2 separate regions of the Mus musculus genome follow, and region 2 is linked to region 1. The links are chromatin contacts, called in public Hi-C maps. All regions are on one chromosome and are shown on one strand. The core of a region is the stretch at or near the end of the contact, and the rest is flanking DNA. Distances in the headings are between cores, read along the strand shown. Region 1 overlaps Tpo (thyroid peroxidase). Region 2 has its middle 110 kb from the start of Tmem18.

Region 1 (4,203 bases), core at 1,121-3,620:
CACCCTGCTGCCTTCCCAGGCTCAGGAGCTCCTAAAGAAAGCATCCTTCCATCTTTCCTTCTGGGTATCAGCACTGTCTACTCTATAAAGCACTTCTTCTGATGGGCATGTCACTCCCCTTCCAAGTCTGACTACCACTACAGGTATTCCTGGTGAGCATTAATAACTTGGGAATTGTGTTTCCATGACAACTAAAGAAAACAAGAGGGGTTCTCCTTTTAAATCTCCAAGAAAACCTAAGTATCCCCATTTGTACCAATCCTTCTAACATCTGGAACATGACAGGTGTTCAGCACACCGAAGGAAATAAATCACTTTTTCCTTTTGTTCAATAGCTATCGAGACCCTAGAGGAATAAAGCAAGACTGAAAAGATAGAGGTCGAGTCTAGTCAAGAACTCGATATTGCACCTGTGAGCTGTTCACAAAAACATCTGCACAGTGTGGCTTTAAAGTTTTGAAATGATATTATTTTACAAAATGAGGATATGGAACATCTGTAACTCTGCCCACAGAGTGTTTGTTTTGTCCTTGAAACAGGGTTTCAGTATGTAATCCCCATAGCGCTGGAAATCACCATGCAGAACATATAGATCTTCCTGCTTCTACCGCTGCCTCCAGAGTGTTGGGATAAAAAGCATGATTTACAAATCTGTAATAGTGACAACTCTTTTGCTTACATTTTAATAGTATATAATAATGTACAACATGACTTCTATAATGATAGTGCACTTTAGAGTGTATTTTACCATTCATTGGGATATTTTTAAGCTGGCTTCTTATCCATCTACTCTATAAATTTCTTAGGTAGAAAATCTGCTGGTAGTGATGCCACACATTGGTTGGCAAACATGGGAGAGGATGAAACAGGAGAATCACAATGTCAAGGTCAGCTTTGGCTGTACCTTCAGTCTGGAATCAGGGAGGACTTGCTGGGCATGTGTGAGGCCCTAGAGTTAATAATTTTTTTAAAATCATCAAAATCACTACTCCTACCCTTCTACTTCTGCTTGGGGTCGTAGCGCCCCTGTGATCCCACCTGAGGCAGGAGGATCATGCGAACAAGGCTAGCATCAGATGTATAGCACATTTGAGTGAACTCAGCCTGGACTTTGCAAGACTCTGAAATAGAAATTGCTTCACAATGGTTCAATTTTCTATTCTTTAATATAAGAACGTTTATCAGCTGAAAAGTAAACAGTGCCTTTGAAACAGTAAATATTCACCAGTAAAATGTATTTGAAACACAGTTTTCATATGATCTATTTCACTACAACCAAAATTAAATATACTTGGAAAATGAGAATGCAGATGACTTTGTGCATTTGGGGGACATCAATGACACTTTGAGAAGCAAAGCTATAGGGGACAACACACACACACACACACACACACACACACACACACACACTTACTATGCAAAGCCAGATGCCTCAAAGCACAGAGGAAAAGAAACCTCGGCACCTGGAAATTCAGTAATAAACTACTGAAAATGAAAAAAAGGTTTCATTTTCTCCTAAAGTATACCCATGACCATTATAAATCTAGGAAAACTTTGCTCGTAGCCTCTCTTGACAACCCTCTGTAGCACATGCTCCATGAAGCACTGCGTATTCCTCTCAACAGACTGAGATGGGCTTCCAGTGTTTGTGCAAAATTAAGATCCATGTGAAATTATCTTTATGGCGAACTCAGCGGCTCGTTGTAGCTGTGAAAAGAAAATAAGATGCAAATGAACAGCGTGAGCAGGAAAGCTGCCTGCAAATCCTGAGATTGGGAAGCCAGCCTAGTGGGGGAGTCTAAAAGGAAAGCTGGCCAGCTCTGTTCCAGTTCACCAGATTTCTGAAAACAGAGATCATCAAAACACGATCCACACAGAACGCTGAGTGAATCCCAGGTGACCAGAGTCAGCCAAGGGCAGCACGTGGGAGCCTGGGGCCTCTGTGGCTTTGGACAGGAAGACATTGGCTTTCTTTCACTTCTTTTGCTTTGTATTTGTGAACATGTCTGGAAGTATGTAGCCTGTTTCTTTGTCCTGGCATACGGTATCTTCATGTATAATGGCTTCTTGCATTCCAGTTATGAATATGCAAGAGGTGGGATTCTAGAGGCCAGTGTGCCTCCCAGAGCAGATGGCACTTTCAGGACATACACATAGAAAGCCGGGACAGGGAATAAGTCATGTTACTCTCTAGAATTTGGATTTCTGTTCTAGACAAACAGAAGAGACCAAGTTGAAATTCTTAGGATCATTGACTCTAGCCTCAACCACAAGTCCGAGATAGCCTGGCCACCTGCCTGCTGGGTAGATCTTGAGATGCAAAAGAATGCCACAGGTCTTAGAGAAGCACTCTGTTTCCCCCTGCTGGTCAAGAAATCCATTGCAGAGTATCTCCCCACTCCCTACCAGGAAGAATGAAAGGAGACTCCAGGTCTCTAGGCAGCCACACACTTCCAGGAACCCACATTAACAACACAGCTGCCAGCCAGTGGCCAGGAGGCAGTCCCCATTTATCTGCCTATTTGAAGCTTGTTCCCTAGTAAGAAACAACCCTTCTCTTTCCCTTCTTTCTTTCCTTCCTCGCCAAGTGTCTGCCCCAGCAGCTCCCCTGAGAAGTCAGCACACAGACCAAGGTCTGCTGGCAGCCAGTTTTCTCTTGTTTATCCTTCCTTTGCCTGTCTAATTCATTCGGCCCCAGAAAGTTGAGGGAAGATGGGCAGAAGAGAAGATGCTCTCCTCTGATGCGGATGAATGAGACACCTCTAGTCATCCCAAACATAATTAATTTAAAATCTATCCGGCTCCACAGAGAGTTTAGAAGATCACAGAGGAGAAGTGTTTCTGTGGGAAATTTTTCAACAGAAAAATCTTTAGTTCAAAGATAAAATTTGAAATAATCAACCTTTCTTTAAAGTTGGGCAAAATGGAAGCATAAGCAATACATGATCGTGATAATTTAAATATCAGCTTAATATTGGTCAATAATAGGATATTAGTTCACTGGCAGCTACTATTCCCCAGAAATGCACATGACACTCACATATGCATGTGCGCGCGCGCACACACAAACACACACACACACACACACTCACACATATACACAGACACACACAGAATTTTTCTCCATAGGTAATTGTTCTACACAAGCATTTAGCTCTCACATAATGCTTCTACTAAGTTCAACCTCCACCTGGGTACCAAATAGGTAAAGACTATGTAGTCAAGCACCCTAAGGCTCATAGTGCACAGGGCACACAGTGAAGAACTGATCCTGTTTCGTTCGGCTGTATCCCACTCAGAGGGTCTTTATTCTGCTAAGAAAGAGGGAATGAGTTGGATAATTTAAGTAGACACTTGAGGGGATGGAGGGAGTGGACACGGGTGTGTAAGGGTGCTTCTGCCCATGTGCATGTGTATAGAGGCCAGAAGAGGGTATCGGGGTTCCTACTCTATCACTCTCTACATTATTACCCTAAGACAGTTTTGATTACCGAACCTGAAGTTAGACTGGCAGCCAATAAGCCTCAGTAATCTTTCTATCCCTGCTCTGTGCAGTATTGCAGTAAAAGGTGCATGCAGCCATGTCAAACTCTCTTCCTGGATAATGGGATCTGAGCTGAGGTTCTAACGCTTATGCAGTGAGTGTTCCTATATACACTAATCCATTTTTTTAGTGCCGGATGGCAATACATTTTAAAGTAAGGGGGAATCAAGCTACCATACCTAGAGCTTTGACAATTAAACCGTATCCTTGTAGATTTCGAGGATCTTAACAGTCCATGGAAAGGAGTGTGGTTTTCACTCTGTGGACATCAGGGTCTTTGTGTTGTGAGGGGAGGCACAACCCAGCATGTCTATATTTAGAAAGCCACCTGACTTACAGCAAGAACAAAAAAAGAAGTGAGTTGTCTGAGACATAACTTTTCCCACTCAGCAATGGGGGTGTACAGAACTTTCCAAAAGGCATTAAGGCAGTGAAAGGAAAAGACACACATTTTCAAGGGTCCCCAACTCCACTTGACTCCAGACAACATGTCAAAGACTATCTTAGTCATTGTACTGTTGCTGCAAAGAGAGACGACGACCAAGGCAATGCCTATAAAAATAAAACATTTAATTGGGGACTTGTTTTACAGTTTTAGAGAGTTAGTCTAAGATGATCATGGTGGGCAGATAGGCATGGCATTGAGAGCTTTGCATCCT
Region 2 (4,203 bases), core at 475-2,974, 570 kb before region 1:
AAATTAACACGCAGTCACAAAGATCCCAACAGCCAATGGCCTTCAATAGTACCCCTGGCTCCTTCCTTTGAAAGTAGACACAAAGATATAAGAGTGGTGGGCTTTCCTTCGCTGAGAGATGAGGTTCCTTCTTTGCCAATGAGGCTGGACAGGCTTCAGGGCCGCCACCTTTCCTTCTTGCTTCTGCTGTCCTGCATCAGGGAACCTGAGTGGTCCCAGCGGATTCTTGTTAGGAGACAAAAAAAAAAAAAATCCCTGAGCATGTCTCTACTCTGCTGACACTGGAAACTTTCGCTCCCCCGCATGGTGGCTAACCTGTCTCTTCCCATTCCTCCCCCCAGTTTCCAGGGAGGCAGTTGGCCCATATGTAACCTTGATTTACTGAAAGGCCTGAGGAAAGTTTTGATTTTCAATCTGTTCATCTGCTTGTACATTTCAGTTGGCTATGGCAATAACCTATGTTTGCTGGGCCAGAGGCTGCGAGCATCCTCACGTCTTCGTGGCTTGTGTCTCCAAGTACATAATGGCAGTCTTACCTGTCCCAGGTCTTGAAAGAAATCTAACAAGTATTTAATCTGTTGTGGACTTCTTTGCTTTGTAATAAGTGATTTAGTTTTCTAACCATGGGCATGATGCTAAAGGTATGAACCATCTTCAAGAACTGCCCCAAGTTTGGAATTTTTCTCGTTAAACATTTGTCAATCTTAATATTGCCAAACATATGGAAATATTTTTAAATTCATAGTTACAATTTCTGTGTCTAAATTAATAAGTAGTATGTAAGGCTGGGTGAACACATTGGGAGCCATTCCTCCTGTATCTCTGTATCCAGAGTCCCCTCAAACACTGAGATGATAGAGAAACACAAAAAAAGGAATATTGTGCTTTTGTTTCATGAAAACTAAATGCTTATGAGGGGAATGATGGCTAAGTTGGGGGGGGGGCAAAAAAGGAAGAAAATGCTTATGTTTACATGATGGTTCAATCACTAAGGAAAGCACAATAGCTCATGATAAATATTACAAGAATGTCTCATTGCCCTGATTATGCATACACACTGGCCAGTCAGCCTGTGGCCTTTCACTGAGTGCCACTCACCCCATCAAGAGTAGCATAGAGTCCCCCCTAGTCACCTGGCGACTGAGGTTTCTGATTTCCAACGCAATGAACAGCCTGATCAATCATGTTCATTCTGAAGGTTCATTCCAGAACTATAATTAGAAAGGTAGGAAGCCAAATGGTGACATAGGATTGAAAGAGTCTTAGAAGCCCCTTTGTCCTCTGCCACACTGCAAAGCCTATGGATATGGCTAAAACTGATTGGCAGCAGGGACGGGCACATGGCACGCAGGAGTCTGTGTGTTCCCTCTTATTTACCACTCTGTGTATAGAGAAGAGCTATGGTACCTGGGACATCATATCTATACTTGATTTCATACTATGCTAGAGAAGGAAATGCCAAATAGAAGTCACCAGCACAAAGGACATAGTGGAAAAGCTTGAACCAACATAAGGTCTGCCTACATCATTGCTCATAACTTAAATCACATATTCATGGCAGGGTTCAGCCTCACCTAGCACAGGACTGGGCACAGTATAGCAGTGGCTGATGGATTCAAGGAACAACTCATTACCTATTTGAGTTGGAGTGTCACCTGACATGTCACTCAGCACACATGGAGAGTGACAAGCTGATGCTTCTTACTTCCATTGTCCTTGAGAACAATCCTATAGGAAGCTGCGCTAACTTGGGTCCATGAGCTGGTCATGCAGCAAACAGGCACGCCAGCCTTGGTGTCTTCCTAGAAACTTCATTTGGCTAATTCCAAAGCTTGTTTTTTACAGACCTTGAATTTCTTCTCTTTATATGTGAAATATTAATAGATTCCAGAAAACCTTCAGGAAACTTGAAAAATTAAAAATAAACTGGTAATTTCGTTTGCAGTCTTTAAATGTCCTTTAAAAATCTTTGCTTTCATTCAAGCGTTTGACTTGTATAATGGATATAGAAAAATCTCTAGTCACATAATTCCTCCAGAATTCAAAACGTAACTACTGCACAGTTTTTCTAAATTTCCCTTTGCTATTTTTTCCAGCTGGCTCCACAGTGATATCACAGCTATTAGGGGACAATCAGCTCACGGGTGGCGCTGTAAATGCTGCTCAGACAGACACATCTGCTGCTCTGACTTGCGCAGCTCCTTGGGCTTCATTCTGGCTCAGAAGCTCAGTCACAGGGTTCTAAATAGGAGCTGGACCAACTGGGACTTCCTGCGTCAAGCGACTTTGTTTGGAATTGTTTTGCTTCTGCAACGCCCCCTTAATCAAGTAATGCTGTGGGTATTTTGGGCATGTGAGCATGTGGCTGTGAATAGATGCTAAAATCTTCCAGCTTTCAAAGATTCTTGTGTTTCTTTGTGAATGTCTGTATGACAGTCCCCCAGCATATTTGAAAGGAAGCATTTGGCTTATGGAGGCAGAAAAGGGTTGCTTGGAATAGAAGGTGTCCACTCAGCCTCCCACCCAGTGAGAACTCTGACCCAGCACCAAAGCCCATGGGCAGAGTCGTTTTTATGAATTAGGTGTTCTATGCGATCCTTCTTAGATCATCATAATACTCTTTAAATCCACAACATTTTGTGTCAAGTATTTCCTCCTCCTCCTCCTCCTCCTCCTCCTCCTCCTCCTTCTCCTCCTCCTCCTCCTCCTCCTCCTCCTCCTCCTTCATATGCACTATGCAGCCCGGGCTGCCTTTAAACTATTGATTTTTGAATTTTAATTTCCCAAGTTCTGAATTATAGGCATGTGACCATTGTGTCTGACCAAATCTCCCCCACGCCCCCTCACGAATTTGAAAAATTATTTTGGAAAACCATATTGAAAAATACTAATTAGATCAAAAGTGAATGTTTCTGAGTCCCTCTGTCTGGAGTCAGGGCTACCCCAGTTACAGTGCTACCCCAGCCTATAACAGTTTTGAGCCTCTCTATGCTGAAAGCCCGAGCTGCCAGCATGTTTTTATGAAGGAAGGCACGGTTGTCATGCTTTACCATTAAGTACTGTTTACACAAATTAGGAAAATTAACTTGTTAATCTCATCAATTCCAACTTTCTGTCATAGCTTCCGGATGTGGTATGCACATATAAATGAAATCCCTGCCGATTGTTAACTTGTAGAATTCATGGGAATAGCCAGATCAGTAGACCAAGAATAGATTTTGGGCATTATGACTGAACCATCAGGTTAGTCTACCTCAGCCCCTTGAGAATGTAGAGGATCCTCACTAAAGGCTGTAATTCCTTCCCAGGAGTGCGGCCAAACTTTTTCCACTATGATAACATTTTCTTTATCCTATATGATGGAAGAACCTCAAAATCTATCACAATGTCTATCCTAAGTGCCCCTACAGTCTGGGTTTATAGTGTCTTGCCTGTGCCCTGCTGCAGGCCTACATGTTCCCTAGGAGGTCACATGGCTGTCCCACGTTATGCTGCAGTCCTGTGGGCACATGGCTCTCCTGTGTCCTGCTGCAGTCCGTTTGTGTTTCTCTTTCCTCTGAGTTGTGTATGATCATTGGAATCCCAAGTCAGAGTAGCTGAGGTCACCTACACAAGACCTTCATGAGATCAAGCCTATGAGCATTCCTTTGTGGAGGAAAAGTGGGGGTGAGGCGGGGGGAGTGAATCCTGAGCCCCAAGAGGTTTATGACCATCAGGAGATCTTCAGGAAGCCCTTCCATTCCTGAGGTTACATAGGAGGTAAAAGCTTAACTGATGGGACTCTTTTGTAAGGTAGCTGCTATGCATTGCCCACTGGACTTCTTAGTACTGCCCTTGGGTCACCTATGTTCATGCAAGTAACCTCAAGTTCACTACCCTGGGCTTGAGTGGAATCCTTTCTTTGGTTGACCAGTATTCTCTCTGAAGTGAATAGCACTTTTTTTTGTCTCTAGGAAAAGCTACGCAGCATCTGTGTGTTTAACTAATAGTAGGTAGCATTTCTGATGCTTGAAGAAAATCCACATATGTGATGGTCACCTTAGGGCCTAGTGATGATGCTTCATATCTAGGGGATTCCCTGGGATTTCTCCCTCAGCTCCTCTGGGAAAAGACCTGTTGTTTGGCAGTTATGATTAGAATTTGTCTTTTTGGAAAAGTCCTGGAGAACAGACCAGTCTTCCATGTGTGTGTCTTGTCCAAGCT

The links. Hi-C and Micro-C count contacts between places; a contact is called where the count stands out from the background.
Region 2: a Hi-C map of cortical neurons shows a contact between it and region 1, with 2.3 times the contacts expected there. The contact joins two enhancer-like sites. A contact is called at or near these places in 3 of 39 promoter capture datasets (the C10 cell line, liver and pre-B cells) and 1 of 484 Hi-C or Micro-C datasets (cortical neurons).

The regions. Positions count from the first base shown.
Region 1 is chr12:30,126,923-30,131,125 of GRCm38.p6, reverse strand. The region is part of intron 2 of Tpo (thyroid peroxidase); the gene reads left to right. Among named protein-coding and RNA genes, the nearest start is that of Tpo, 3.6 kb to the left of the region's middle. Within about 2 kb of position 2,370, at least 34 of the 459 cell types and tissues checked have an H3K27ac peak or open chromatin away from gene starts, as enhancers often do. A contact at or near this core is called in cortical neurons, where this site is marked.
Region 2 is chr12:30,696,507-30,700,709 of GRCm38.p6, reverse strand. No RefSeq gene overlaps it. Among named protein-coding and RNA genes, the nearest start is that of Tmem18, 110 kb to the right of the region's middle. Within about 2 kb of position 1,724, at least 12 of the 459 cell types and tissues checked have an H3K27ac peak or open chromatin away from gene starts, as enhancers often do. A contact at or near this core is called in cortical neurons, where this site is marked.